3 separate regions of the Sus scrofa genome follow, and all the other regions are linked to region 3. A link is a contact called in public HiChIP or PLAC-seq data. All regions are on one chromosome and are shown on one strand. The core of a region is the stretch at or near the end of the contact, and the rest is flanking DNA. Distances in the headings are between cores, read along the strand shown. Region 1 holds the start of LOC110259698. Region 2 holds the start of FNIP1 (folliculin-interacting protein 1). Region 3 holds the start of RAPGEF6 (rap guanine nucleotide exchange factor 6).

Region 1 (4,372 bases), core at 326-2,825, 250 kb before region 3:
AAAGGCCAATAACACCAGGTAGAACAAATGAGCAGCTGCTAGGAGTCTTTGGAGCGTGTTGTTCAGTACAGACCATTTAATTAGCTCTTAGATATATTACCTGCTTTTCAATCCTGTTCAGAGTTGGGCCATTTGTGTTTTCTAGATTTCCCTCGGGAGCCCTGCAAAAGACCCATTCATTAAAATTGCAAATCTAATGTCCAAATGCAAAAACACTGTATTAGGAAATAGGTGTATCCATACTAACCTTTATCTCTGAAGATCACGCAAACAGAATGTCTAAAATTATATCTTTTCTAACTGGAAAGGCTTCCTTTTTTAAAACTAACTTATTTTCTTTTTTATGGCCACTCCTGGCATATGGATTTCCCAGATCTGAGCTGCAGTTGCAACCTATCCCGCAGCTGAGGTAATGCTGGATCCTTAACTCACTGCTCTGGGCCGGGGATTGATGGAACCTATGTCCCAACGCTCCAGAAATGCCACCAATCCCACCACGCCATGGTGGGAACTCCTGGAAATGCTTCCTTTTCATTACCTCTGTGAGAAAGTCTTCTGAGATATTTCACTGTGGGCTGCAGACATATCTGTTAAGATGGTTAAGAAACTACTTTGCTCTTCTTTGTTTTTGAGGAACTACATTATTTAGCAAGAATTTTGAGGAAGGTAAGCTTGCAAAAGAAATGAAAACACTGTTTACATATTCACACACATTTTCTTTATCCATTCCTCTATCAATGGACATTTAGTTTGCATATCCTGCTACTGTGAATAAGGCTGCAATGAACACAGGAGGGCAGGTATCTCTTTGAAAGGATGATTTCATTTCCTTCGGATATATACCAAGAAGTGGGACTGCTGGATCATATAGTAGTTCTGCTTTCAATTTCTTGAGGAACTATTTTCCAATATTATAAACTTGAAATGTCTTAATAGAGCAGATCTTAAGTGTTCTCACTATAAAGAAAGATAACTAATGCGATGATATATGCCTTGACTGTGGTAATCGCTTCACAATGTGTTAAGTATATCAAATTATCACATTATAAACCTTAACTCACATTGCTAAATTTAACAAGTCACAACCTAAAATACATTTAAAATTAAAAATTAGTAAATTTATATATAAAACATTGTTTTGTTCTCACCTTTTTAAAGGATTCCACAAGGAGTCTCATTGCAGCATGGCGCCACCTGGCGGCCCCAGTGCATTTTTTACTACAACTTCCCCACTTAGCCCTATTCTTGCTTTATCCAAAGGATAGCTTTTGGCCCAAGATCAAGTGTCACCCACACTCCAAAGAGAAGGCAGCATAGCTAACACCTTATCATCAATTACAAATTTATTTCATAATTGGATTTACATAATGGGATTAAGCACCTTTCCATGGTTATTGGACAATTTCCCCTCTTATGAAGTGCGTAATTCTTTTACTCACTTTTCTACTGGGTGCTATTTTTCTTTTTTCTGATATACTTTAGCTTCTTAGAAAAATAACAAGATCCTACTGTATAGCACAGGGAACTATATCAATAACCTGTGATAAACCACAATGGAAAATAATGTGAAAAAGAATGTGTATGTGTGTGTGTATATATATATAATATATTATATAACTGAATCACTCTGTTGTACAACAGAAATTAACCTTGTAAATCAACTATGCAATAAAGAAATATTAAAGAAGTACTTTATATATTCTGGTTACCTGTCCTTACAGGGGGATATGTATTACATGTTTCAACTCCATGGCCTTTTATTCTTTGAAATGGTGTTTCCTGATGAACATGTTTTTAAGTCAAATAAACCAATCATTTCCTTCATTATTTGTGTTTTCTTTGAGGGTATTATTTAAGAAATCCCTACCATTCTGAGATTTTGTTATGTAGCATCAGTGTTATTTTTCTGTTAAGTGTCTGGTATAACTTGCAGATAGAGCCATCCAGGACTTAAGTTTTCTTTGTGGAAAGGCTTTCAAATGACAGACTCAACATTTTTTTTTTTCTTTTTTGGCCATCCTGTGGCACAAGGAGTTCCTGGGCCAGGGATCAGATCTGAGCTGGGCCAGGGATCAGATCTGAGCTGCAGGCGTGACCCACACTGCAGCTGTAGCAACACTGGCTTCTTCAAATCACTGTGCTCGTCTGGGGACGGAACCCATGACCTGGAGCTGCAGAGATGCCGCCAATCCTGTTGTGTCACAGCAGGAACTCCTTATTAGTCTTTCAAGAGAACTTACTGCTTTGTTAGGCAGCCCTCCCTTTTTAATTCCATGTATTTAAATTTATTTTGCTATTTATTATTCTGGTTTCTTGAGAAGAATGTTTAGCTAACTCATTTTCAGCCTTTCTGCTTTTTAGTGATTTTTATTTTTTTCCCATTATAGCTGGTTTACAGTGTTATGTCAATTTTCTACTGTACAGAAAGGGGACCCAGTCACATGAACATACATACATTCTTTTTCTCACATTATCATGTTCCATCATAAGTGACCAGATACAGTTCCCAGTGCTACACAGCAGGATCTCATAGCTTATCCTTTCTACTTTTCTAACACATGCACTTAAGGCTATACAATTTCCCGTCAAGTACAACTTTAATAAACAACCAAAAGGTTCCGACATTCTTATCTACATTTTCATTCAGTTCAAAATAATTTCTGCTTTCCACTGGGTTACTGGAATTTTTTTTTTTTTTTTTTTTTTTTTTTGCATTTTAGGGCCGCACATGTAACTTCCCAGGTTAGGGATCTAATCAGAGCTGCCAGCCACAGCCACAGCGGGTCTAAACCACATCTGCAACCTACACCACAGCTCACAGCAACACCGGATCCTTAACCTGCTGAGCAAGGGCAGGGATTAAACCCGGATCCTCACATATACTATTCGGTTTAGTTATTGCTGAGCCACAGTGGGAACTCTGGTAGGAATTCTTTAACTTACAAATTTTTAAATTTTTGTTACCAATTTTTCATTTAAATCTGCTGCAGAGAGCCTTGTCTATATGAGTTCAATTCTTTGAAATTTGTTAATAGTTCCTTTATGGCCTAACATATAGTCAACTTGGATAAATGCTCCAGGATCGCCCAGAAGTAATGTATATTTTGCAGTTGTTGCTAATTCAGTGTTTTATACAGGTCCATGAGATTAAGTGTGTTAGTTGTGTTGTTGCAATCTTCTATGTCCTTACTGACTACTGGGGTGGGGAGGGCGTAGAGTGTTGTGTTTGCTCTCATTTACTTACAAGAGTTGTATTAAAATTCTATATGTGAACTTACGCTTCTGCTCAAGATGGAGCAACTAGCACTTTACCTTCCTGCCTAAAGCAACTAAAAAAGCAGACGATATATATAAACAATGCCACTTATGACCCTGGATACTGATACTGAAGGACAGGAATCCTCGAGAACATAAGAAGTGAGCCCTATGACCTCAGCTCACTGTCTAAAAATTCCAGAAAGTAGACTATGCAAAAGAATCTAAAAACTTAGAATTAGTGAATTGAGCAAGATTGTGATAGACAAGCCATGATAAAACAAGTTTTTTTCAATATTCTCACAATAAAAAACAAAAGACCTAGAAAGATTCTTCACAAAGAGAGTATCCAAATGGCCAGTATTTGAAAACATGCTGAGCATTATTCGTTGTTATGAAAATTAAAATTAAAACCACAGTAAGACACCAGTACATACTCACCAGAATGCCTAAAATGAGAACAATGAAAAACAAGTTTGGCAAGGATCAGAGGAATGTCCTGTGAACACTTGGAACAGGCTGACCAGGCTTCTGCAGAGGCGGCCTCTGGAATGGCCACCGACTCTTATCTTTATCAAATGCTTTTTGGATGCAGTGAGGGGGGTGGCTCCTATGGTGTAGTACAGACCACTACAGCATTTAATTGCAGCTTCTGGGTCTCCACAGTCAGGCAAAAAACGCATTCGTTTCCCAGGACTCCCGTTAACACACTGCCAGGAACTGCGGAGCCAGAAGACCAAAATCAAGGTGTTGGTGAGTGGCACTTCCTCGGCAGGCTTGAAGGAAGAATCTTGTCTGTATCCTCGTCTGTAGTGGCTGCTGGCATGCTTTCACCGGCGGCTTTAATTCCCTATCGGCTTCCCACTGTTTTCTCCCGTGTGTTATCTTCTGTCTCTTCAAGGACACTTGTGATGTGTGTAGTCCTAACCAGACAGGTCAAAGGAATCACCTCATCTCAGAATGTTTAACTTAATTACATCCTCAAAGACCCTTTTCTCCTGTATGGTAATCTTTAAAGCTCCAGGAATTAGAGATTGCTATTTTTGGGTACCTATTATTCAGCTTACTAGACTTGTGTTTACTATTTTCAAAATAAAGGCATAAACTAGTAATGGTG
Region 2 (5,022 bases), core at 1,985-4,484, 140 kb after region 3:
CAAGAAGCTTAGAAAGGACAAGCACCAGAAACCTCTAAGCTAAGGGACTTAAGACTGAAGGGAAGAGGGTAATCCCTGACCAACTTTCTCAATGAGATAACTATGAAAGACAACACTGAAAGGCTTCTCTATCAAAAGTCTTTTCTATCCTAGAACCCTATTGTGGCTTATCACCACTGGGCCTTGCATACTGCTTATTCTAGGAACGAAATCTTACAGGCTGAGCTACAGTTAGTTGCCAATGGCTAACCGTGTCCAAGCCTAATTTAATAACTTAAAGCTGACTAAAAACAAAACCAAAAAAGGATTCTAGAAAGGAAAGCATGGTATACTGCAAGGAACACTAAATTTTAAATTTTACTTTACTCCAAAACCTGATTACATAAAAAGATGCTAAACATCATTTATTGTTTGGGAAATGCAAATTAAAATCACAAGATTTTCTATGCCCATTAGAATGTATATAATCAAAACTCTAAAATGGTTAACAGTACATTTTGTCAGGTATTTTTTACAACGTAAAAAAAAGCTTATAAAAAAAATCAGACTAACAATATCAGTTATTGCAGAGGATCTGGAACAACTGTAACCTTCACACACTGCCAGTGGGAATACAAATGGTACAACTATTTTGGGAAAGCTTGGCAATTTTTTTAAAAAGTTAAGCATATACTTTGCATATGACCCAGCAATCCCACTCCTAGAGAAATGAAAACCTATTTCTGGGTAAGGATTGTTCACAAATGTTCACAGCAGCATTGTTCCTTATAGCCCAAATCTGAAAACAACCCAAATGTTTCCCAACCAGGGAATGGATAAATAAATTGTGGTGTACCTATACAATGGAAAACTATTCAGCAATAAAATGGGAGGAACTACTGATAAATGCAAAACATGGATGAATGTCAAAATCATCAAGAATTAAAATAAGCCAGACACAAAAGATTCTAGAAAAGTCAAAACCTTTGTAATTACACAAAAAGCGGATCAGTGATTGCCCTGGGCAGGAGGGGTTAAGGAACGACAGAAAAGGGGCATGAGGGGTTCTAGGGGTGTTGCAATGTTCTAAAACCTCACTGAAGTGAGGGGTACACAACTGAATACATATAGCAAAATTCATATAACTATACACTTAAAATGGCTCAATTTCACTGCATGTAAATTACAGCTCAATGAAGATGTTAAAAAAAAACTTGGGTTGATTAAATTTGCAAGTTATTAGGTGTGTGTTGTTACTAGTTTTCATCTTCTCAAATGTACACTTCCACACATTTTTTAAAGTAATAACTTCCATACTATTCTGCAGTTATTGTGCTTACACATAATTCTTAATTTCACTGGAAGAAGTATCATGTATTTATCTACACTGCTACTTGCCCTATCTCACAAGGTTGTTGTGAAACATCACATGAGATAACCGATGAGAAAGCACTTGAGCAACTCTGAAGTAGTATTACACAACCATACAGAATACTTACATTTTCAAAAAACAGTTTTGTTTTGTTTTCAAAACAATGACTTGAGATGCTTGGAAACTTGGGTACCCCAAAGTGAATCTTTGCTCAGAAATAGAATGCCTCTTCAAATATTTTAATATCCCTCCTGAACTTACTTTCTACTGACCCTTGGCTTACTAGATGGCTCAATGTAGTATGATCTACACTGCACTTTCATTTTTCAAAATAAAAATACCAAAGAAATCTTTAAAGAAAGTCATTAGATGAACAGGGCAAGACATTTATTTCCCAGTAGAAAGGACCGAAAGCTAGATAACTGTCTTTTCGAAGCACCGTTCCAAGATGTTCACCATTTACATTTTTCTTCCTCTAAAAGTCAAACTTCTTTCCATTTAATACCTCAATTTTACTTTACTGAATATGTATTAATGGGACCTGTATTACCGAGAGTGAATAATTTTAGGATTATCAAAACCTTTTAAACCAGTGTGGTGCAGTCATTTTAGACTGTGGGTGTTGCAAAATTTAACAGATGTTCATTTTTTCCTACTACTACTGTACAACTGGGCTCTTTGCTACCCTACCAAGATTGAGTGATATTTGACATTTAGCCTAGTTACATTCACAAGCTTTCACACGGCAACAAGTATGAAGGCTGTTTGGAAGACATAATCTCATCTTCAAAAGAAGTTTCGAAACTAAATTTTACCTGGAATTCAGGCTTATTATTAAGTCTTACAATTTTAAAGTTTTCCTATCAGCAACAGGTACTGCAACCAAAAATTAACAAAGCCTGTAATACCACAAAATATGTCGCTATCAGTCTCAATCTTTAAAGACTCATTTTTAGTAACAGTCTCAAGAGGATGGTCAATTCTATGGCTGTGCTTCATTTGATTTAGCGCAGCCTCATTCTGGTCAGTAATAACCACAACCTCTGAGGTTTCACGTATCTCCCTCCTTCGGTAACATTAGGGCCACTAGGTCCGGTATCTACACACCTTCAATTTAGGTTTACAAGAAATGCGAAAGAATGGCAGCTTGTCTACTGAAACAGCCTACTCTAAACTCGGAAGGTTGGCCAAAACGTGCCGCTCTCTCCACGACAGCAACCAAACTGGAATGGAGCACCCAGAGGACGACTGGGCACGGGGAGGAGGGGAGAACTACTCCGCCCGGAGGACGGCGGCTGAGGTCCAATCCAGCCCGCGCCCAACTCTACGCGCCTCCAGGAAGGCGTGTGGACCCTAAGCTCAGCCGCGATGCTCGGTCCTGTGGGGCAGACCCGCGAGCGGCTGACGAGCAAGGCGTAAACAAACCCACCCGGACGAAGAGGAAGGGGCAGCCATGGGGTTGGGGGGTTGGGGAGAAAGGAGCTCGCTCGAACACTCCAGCACAAAGCTGCTCGGCCCCTCCCGACCGCCGGCTCAGATCCCGGTCCTGGCGCGGCGCTACCGCGCGAGCGTGAACACCGAAAGCCCCAGCACCTCTGGAAGCCGAGGCCACCAGGCCATCGGCCTCGCGCCCCTCGCCCTGCAGTGCCTACCTGAACGCACAATCCGGGTCTCTTGCATCCCGACCAGACGCCCCCAGGCCGTTCCTCTTGCTGAAGAGCTTCTGGAACAGCGTAGGAGCCATGGTGGCCACGGCCAGGCCAGGGTCGCTCCTCAAGGCTCTCGCCAGGCCCCTGCTCCTAGAGCTGCCCCGCCACCCCCATAGGCGCCTCAGTCATATGACAGAAATTAGTCACTTCAAACGGCCACGGCGCGCGGGGCGGGGCGAGAGGCAAGGCCTGCGCCCATTGGCTGGCAGTGAGCCGCATCACGTGGCGGCGCGCAGAGCAGGGTGCAAGGCGGGGGCGCGGGGCGGGGCTGGCGTCCATAGGCTGGCGTCCGAATAGCCTCCCGTGGCAGCTCAAGAGGCGGGGCGTGCGTGGAGCGGGGCGTGCGCGGAGGGGAGGGGCGGGGAACGGACGGGTGGTTGGGGAAGTGAAGGAGGTGTGTGCGCGGGTCCCGGTTCTACTCAGTGAAGCTCTCGGTTGCTACCTGAGGCTACGGCAGGGTGTCGCCGGGACGACGCCAGGCATTTTGGAGCGCAGAGGTTCTCCGCACCCACGACAAAGAGAGATTTAGGGCACCACGAGTACTCGACCCTCCCCCGCCATCTCCTCCTTGGCCTTTGCGGCTTCACACCTCCATCTGCTCCTGGCAGAGTACCGCGGCCCCCGGAGCAGACAAGGCGCGAGAGCGTACCCTTGGCCCCCACCCCCGCACGGCCTGGACTTTAAACCCAGGGCCGTAGGCCCTACCGTGCTGGGCCGCGAGAGGTATGAGCTCAGAGCTCGATAGCGCCGGGCTGGCTTATGCAGTCCACTTGAGGACCCTGCTAAGACACTCGCCAAAGCCAGTACTCCCCGCAGAAACGGCCTGGGCAAGAAACTGCCCGCATCGGCCCTCCGTGTTTCCAATAGCTTCTCGAACGCTGATGTACCAGGAATTAGCCTCTTGGAAGAGCTGGCCATAGAGGCTCAGGATTTAGGCTCAATCTTAATATCTAGGTATGGAGAGAGAGTGCAACTGTGGAATTTGAACAAATGAGTTTAATAGGAGGAACCCTTTCAAAAGAAAAACATTGCTCATAGATGATCTTACAATCTAATAAGTAGGTTAATCCAAAATTTATCAGGGTTTGGGTCATATTGCTCTTAGATGTTTTCAACACCACTATTCATTCACCTGCTGCCCCTCCAGGATAAGGAATTTTGTACCGCGGGGTGGCAATTCTCTGACAGGGATGTCAGGAAACTACTGCTATGTGGTTTGGAAGGTTAGCTTAAAATAGTTGAGAATTTCATTTTAGGCATACAAATCAAATTGTCTCTTCAAGTGGCTACTAACTCGCACTGATTTGCAGCTATAGTTTATTCTATAAAATAGGTGATCTTATATAGAATGAAGAAAATAATAGGCAGAACATCTCAAAGAATTTCAGTGGTCATATAACATAACATGCTGTTTCAATGTTACAAGAATTTTAAAAGCACTATTTATAAGTGATTAAGAAATTAATTTTGATGGATGCCCACATTCTCCACCCCACCCCACCCCAAAAAAGGGAGTTGCCATTGTGGCTCAGCATGTTAAGAATCCGACTAGTATCCATGAGGATTTGGGTTCCATCCCTGGCCTCACTCAGTGGGTTAAGGATCCCGGCAGGGGCAAGCTGCAACATAGGTGGCAGATGTGCCTCAGATCTGGCATTGCTGTGGCTGTGGTGTAGGCTGGCTGCTGCAGCTCCAATTGCAACCCTAGCCAGAGAACTTCTATATGCTGCAGGTACAGCCCTAAAAAGACTAGCAATATAATTTATTCATTCTAAAATGTTTACGTGACCCTGGTCTTGACACTGGGATCCAAAGTAAACAAAAAAGGTGGAGCAAACATTCCATATAAGGAGACAGTAAATAAGGAAATGATAATCTCAAACTGTTAGTGTTATGAATGAGAATTAAAAAATGAAATGAGTGGAAAAGGTCTCTCTGAGGAGGTGACATTTGAGGTGCTCA
Region 3 (4,694 bases), core at 2,041-4,540:
ATAGTCTATTCTCAGCCCATCAAGCAGTGAGGGAATTCTTTAAAAGCAGGATAATATCACTCCTTTGCCTGAAAACATTTTGGTGGAAAACAAAACCTTCTTTTACTCAAAATAAAAGTCAAACAACTTATGATTCAGAAAGTCCTGCATGATAGGGTCCATCCTACAATACCCCTATCACCTATGACTTCATATCTTACTACTCTTCTCCAGTCACTCAGGGCTCTTTGCTATTCCTGAAGGCACCAGATATGCTCTCATCTTAGGATCTTTGCAGTGATTATTTTACTTGGAAAGCTATTACCCTATATATCCCCATGGCTAATTCTATCACATGAATCAAGACTTCAATCAAAATTCACCTCAATCAGTACACTATCTTAAACTGCACCCCTCCTTTGCCCCTTGTTTCCAATTCTTTTTCCTGCTTTTTTGAAATTATCAATTATCAAAGTTCTTGTTGTGGCTCAGCAGTAAAGAACTGAACTGGCATCCTGAGGATGCTGGTTTGATTCCTGGCCTTGCTCAGTGGGTTAAGGATCTGGCACTGCTGTGAGCTATGGGGTAGGTCGGATCTGGCATGGCTGTAGCTTGGGAACTTTCATATGCCGCAGCTACGGCCCTAAAAAGCCAAAAAAAATTTGCAATTATCAGCTAACATTATGTAACATACTTTTTTACTGTATTTATCTACTTTCTCCCCTCCCCTTTATACTAGAATGTAAACACCAATAGGGTAGGCCTATTTTGTTCACTGATACCTCCTAGTGAACAAAATAGGGTCTTGAACTGATAGGCTTTCAATAAATAAATGTTCAATGAAGATATTTATAACAGACCCTTAAGAGTCTACTAAAATAAGAATCTTCTGAAAGCAGAAACAACCCTGTGAGAATTTAATCAAGTTACCACAAATAAATTATCACTACAATTCAAGTAACCACTTCTATATTCACATTTCTATACCTCAAAGTCTACACTCATTCAAAAGCACTGCCAAAGAAGCAAGCAGTTAACACTTTATACTGCTAGATGTCAGAGTTCTAGTCTGTGTGCTGTGGGCAGTTGTTTAGTATTGCCTTAAACAATGCTGCTGTTCCAGTAAAACAAGATAAAGTACTCAATACAGCACACACTGGCCAACATAGCTTTGCGAACAGTTTAGAAAATTTTCTAAGCATGAAAATAGGCACTTTCAAACAAAGTAACTCTGTTATTAAAGAGAAGTAGGATTTTCCCATTAAAATGCAAATTTATCGGAGTTCCTGTCCTGGCTCAGCAGTAATAAACCTGATTAGTATCCACGAGGATACGGATTCGATCCCTGGCCTTGCTCAATGGGTTAAGGATCCTGCGTTGCTGTGGCTGTGTCGTAGGCTGGGAGATGTAACTCCAAATCGACCCCTAGCCTGGGAATTTCCCTACGCCACGGGTGCAGCCCTAAAAAGCCAAAAAAATAAAAATAAAAAAAAATTTTTAAATATGAATTTATCATAAGTAACATCTATAAGCAAGATCTCCATTTTATACTGTAAGCCTTGTAAGATACTTTCTAATGATATAAGAACGAAGGCAGATTCACCTGTTCAAAGTGAGTGCTTTCACTTAACCCACAATGACGTCAAGAATTACCATAGGTAAATTAAGACACCTGGGATTATAAATGAAAGTCTCAAAAATAGGACTGTGGGAGTTCCCATCATGGAGCAGGGGAAAAGAATCCAACTAGGAACCATGAGGTTGAGGGTTAGATCCCCGGCCTCACTCAGTGGGTTAAGGATCCGGTGTTGTCATGAGCTGTGGTGTAGGTCACGGATGTGGCTTGGATCTGGCGTTGCTGTGGCTGTGGTTGTAGGCCGACAACTACAGCTCCAATTCAACCCCTAACCTGGGAACCTCTATATGCTGCGGGTGCGGGCCTAAAAAGACCAAAAAAAAAAAAAAAAAAAAAAGACTGTAGAAAGTGATAGAATTTGCTTTGTTTCTTTGCAAAGTTCAAGAGCTCCCATAATTACAGCTTGAATAAGTTGAATAAGTCATGTCGCAAAAGGTGAGCCAAAATTACTGAGACATACTATGCAAACCATTTAAATCTAAAAAAACTCAAAGGTGACTTAGGAAAAACTAACCAAAGCACTTCATTTCATGTATTGCAATTACACACAAGACAATCCAACAATTCATTCACATTGTTGTTTTTTTGTTTGGGGGTTTAGGAAACATACCGCTTATTATGGAAACTTCTCCACATCAAGGAGAACCTTCCCACAAAATCTAAGCACTCTATACAGGGATGGGCAAGGTTAACAGGTTTTAGTTATGTACCTGAAAACTAGCCTTCAGGTCAAATGAAAATCATTTAAGCTTAATGCCATTACTGCTAACCCAATACAGAAGTTTCGCATACAAGCACAAAATACTGTAAAATTTCCCAATGACATAATTTGAAAAACCACCTCAACTAATCTTTAAATAGGCATAATTCTCCACCAGAATTCAGCCTCTGACTGGATGTAAAGTTTTAAGCTGACCTTGAAAACTTTATCGTTCTTTAGGCAAGTGAATAGTATTTCAAGGACCTTTGAGAAGTTGTTTCTTAATAACATGGCTGTTACAGTTCACCTACAATTTCCACCTCGCTTTTTCACAGTCTACGGAACAATCTCACTCGGAGACTCATATTAAAACCTGAGAAAATACGATTTAGTAATGCTGCTTTCTTGTCGAAAACACTAGGAAGTCACCGGCAAGGACGGCTGTGCGGGGAAGGCGGCACGGCGAGCAGGAAAGACGGTGGTTTCCCCGCCCGCGAGAAGGGCCCGGACCAGGTCCGGGGACCCAGAGAACAGATACCAGGGTAGCAGGTGCGAGGCTCTGCCAAGGGGACAGTCGCCACAGGTCTCGGACCGACAGAGGGATGCTGTTCCTCGGACAGCGGGAAGCGCGCCGGGTCGACTGGCCTTACCTCGGGCGTCCGCTCGGGCGGCTTCTTCTTCAGCGCCTGCCTAGCGCCGGGGTCCACGGGCGAGTTCATGGTCACGGCCCCGGCACCGTGCTCCCCAGGCTGCCCTTAGCAGCCCACGCGACAGCCCATTCACCCTAGTGGGGGGGTCTACACCCTCCCCCGCTTCCCCCAAAGAAGGAAACTTCAGACTGCGGCGGCGACTGCGCTTTGGCAAACAAGCCTTCGCAACGCCCGCCCAGGGCCTCAGCCCACGCGCGACTGGTCAGAGGGAAGCCCGCGCGGGGGCGGAGGGCAGAAGAGTGCGCACGCGCAGCACGCGCGAGCGCGCAAACGAGCGCCTAAGGGCGTGACTCCGCGATGACGTAAAAACTGGGGCGGGGCAGTTTAGCTTCTTCCAACCCTTCTTCGTGAGATTTGAAAACACGTCGCGAGAGCTCACTGAAGCAGGTCACGGGGTCCGTCTCAGAGTTGCGGTTTCGGCTGCTCCAGCTTCCGGTGGAGGGACCGGAAACGCGCTATGAGGGACTAAGCGAAAATAGCGAGTTGGGGGCGGAACCTTGGGGTAGCTGGGCCGGGAGTTCTTTCTGTGCCAAAAGCCGGAAGTTCGAGGCGTGGCCAAAGGGCAGAGCTCTTACCCTGCCGCTCCGAGACCTCTGCCTTGGAGGATGTGCGGAAGTGGAAGCTGCCGTTGTAAACAACGAAGTTCATAACGCTCTTACCTATGTGTGTTCTAATAAAATGACTCTTGTGGAAGGGACCCACTGAGAAGTCCCTGCGTGTCTAAGACGGACGCCCTGACATGAGAGTAGAGGAATCGAAGCTTCGCGGCTTTGAGCAGGGGTGGGGAGCCCGCTTAGAGTTACTGCTCGTTCGCGAAGCCAGTCTGCGCTGCGTTCGTTTAACCAATGCCAAGGACAGCCCTCTTTCCTCGCCAAAACCCTTTCTCAAGCAGTGGGCCTAGGGTTGCCTGACTCAGGAGTGACCGCTTTCCCACTGCTTTTAACATAATAGTCGGTTTCCCCACACACCAAATAAAGCAAATTTCCATTTATTAGTCCGTTGGTAAGAAGAACGTCTAGGCCACTCTCCGGAGCAGTCAGGCACCTGCAGAGTGCTTCCATCGTTCTAAAATAGTCCATTTCTCTCCCATCTCGTTACTGTACAGATGGGCCGCAGTAGTAACGCAATTACCTACTTTGGAGCCACATAGGCATGTCCTTTCCAATTAATTTTAAGCTCCCTCAGCTTGTACCTAGGTATTCCTTAGTATTTCTCACAACAATTGGCATGGTTCACTGAATAACTCAAAGTGATTTACGATTATGACGTTATTCACATTAATTTTTAAATGACATGGTAAGAAAATTATATTTTAGAGCAACAAAAGGGAAAAGGAGCATTCAGCCTGCAGCATTCACCATTTCAGGGACCTAGTAATGATGGCTGACGTTAAAAGGGGTTTTGTTTTCCACTGCTCATTCGGCTTGCTCAAACTTGAAGTTTACAACATAATAGCACCTTTCTTTTTTGAATATAGCACAAAAACCATACCAGTGAACTTATGGCTCAGCCACTCTGGAAAGAAACTAATCACAAATAATTGCAATGACCCATTTTCATCATTTTTGTGGGTATAAACAGCTTCTCAAAGGTCTGTGTACCATCACAAAGGTTATCCCTTCCATTCTTCCAAGAATGTTTCTAGAGCCACATCAATGTTTTGAAAAGA

The links. HiChIP or PLAC-seq counts read pairs in DNA pulled down with a chosen protein or histone mark.
Region 1: an H3K27ac HiChIP or PLAC-seq map of alveolar macrophages shows a contact between it and region 3. The contact joins the promoter of LOC110259698 here to the promoter of RAPGEF6 in region 3. A contact is called at or near these places in 1 of 47 Hi-C or Micro-C datasets (embryonic fibroblasts) and 1 of 2 datasets of contacts at active chromatin or transcription factors (alveolar macrophages).
Region 2: a contact with region 3 is called in an H3K27ac HiChIP or PLAC-seq map of skeletal muscle. The contact joins the promoter of FNIP1 here to the promoter of RAPGEF6 in region 3. A contact is called at or near these places in 10 of 47 Hi-C or Micro-C datasets (alveolar macrophages, blood, embryonic fibroblasts and 6 more) and 2 of 2 datasets of contacts at active chromatin or transcription factors (alveolar macrophages and skeletal muscle).

What each region holds. Positions count from the first base shown.
Region 1 is chr2:133,702,640-133,707,011 of Sscrofa11.1, forward strand. LOC110259698 reads right to left here and starts at 1,576. Exons shown (of 6, transcript XR_002342086.1): 1 at 248-1,576; 2 at 101-161.
Region 2 is chr2:134,090,174-134,095,195 of Sscrofa11.1, forward strand. FNIP1 (folliculin-interacting protein 1) reads right to left here and starts at 3,235. Exons shown (of 18, transcript XM_021085414.1): 1 at 3,004-3,235. The coding sequence starts at 3,095.
Region 3 is chr2:133,948,129-133,952,822 of Sscrofa11.1, forward strand. RAPGEF6 (rap guanine nucleotide exchange factor 6) reads right to left here and starts at 3,291. Exons shown (of 30, transcript XM_021085403.1): 1 at 2,966-3,291. The coding sequence starts at 3,034.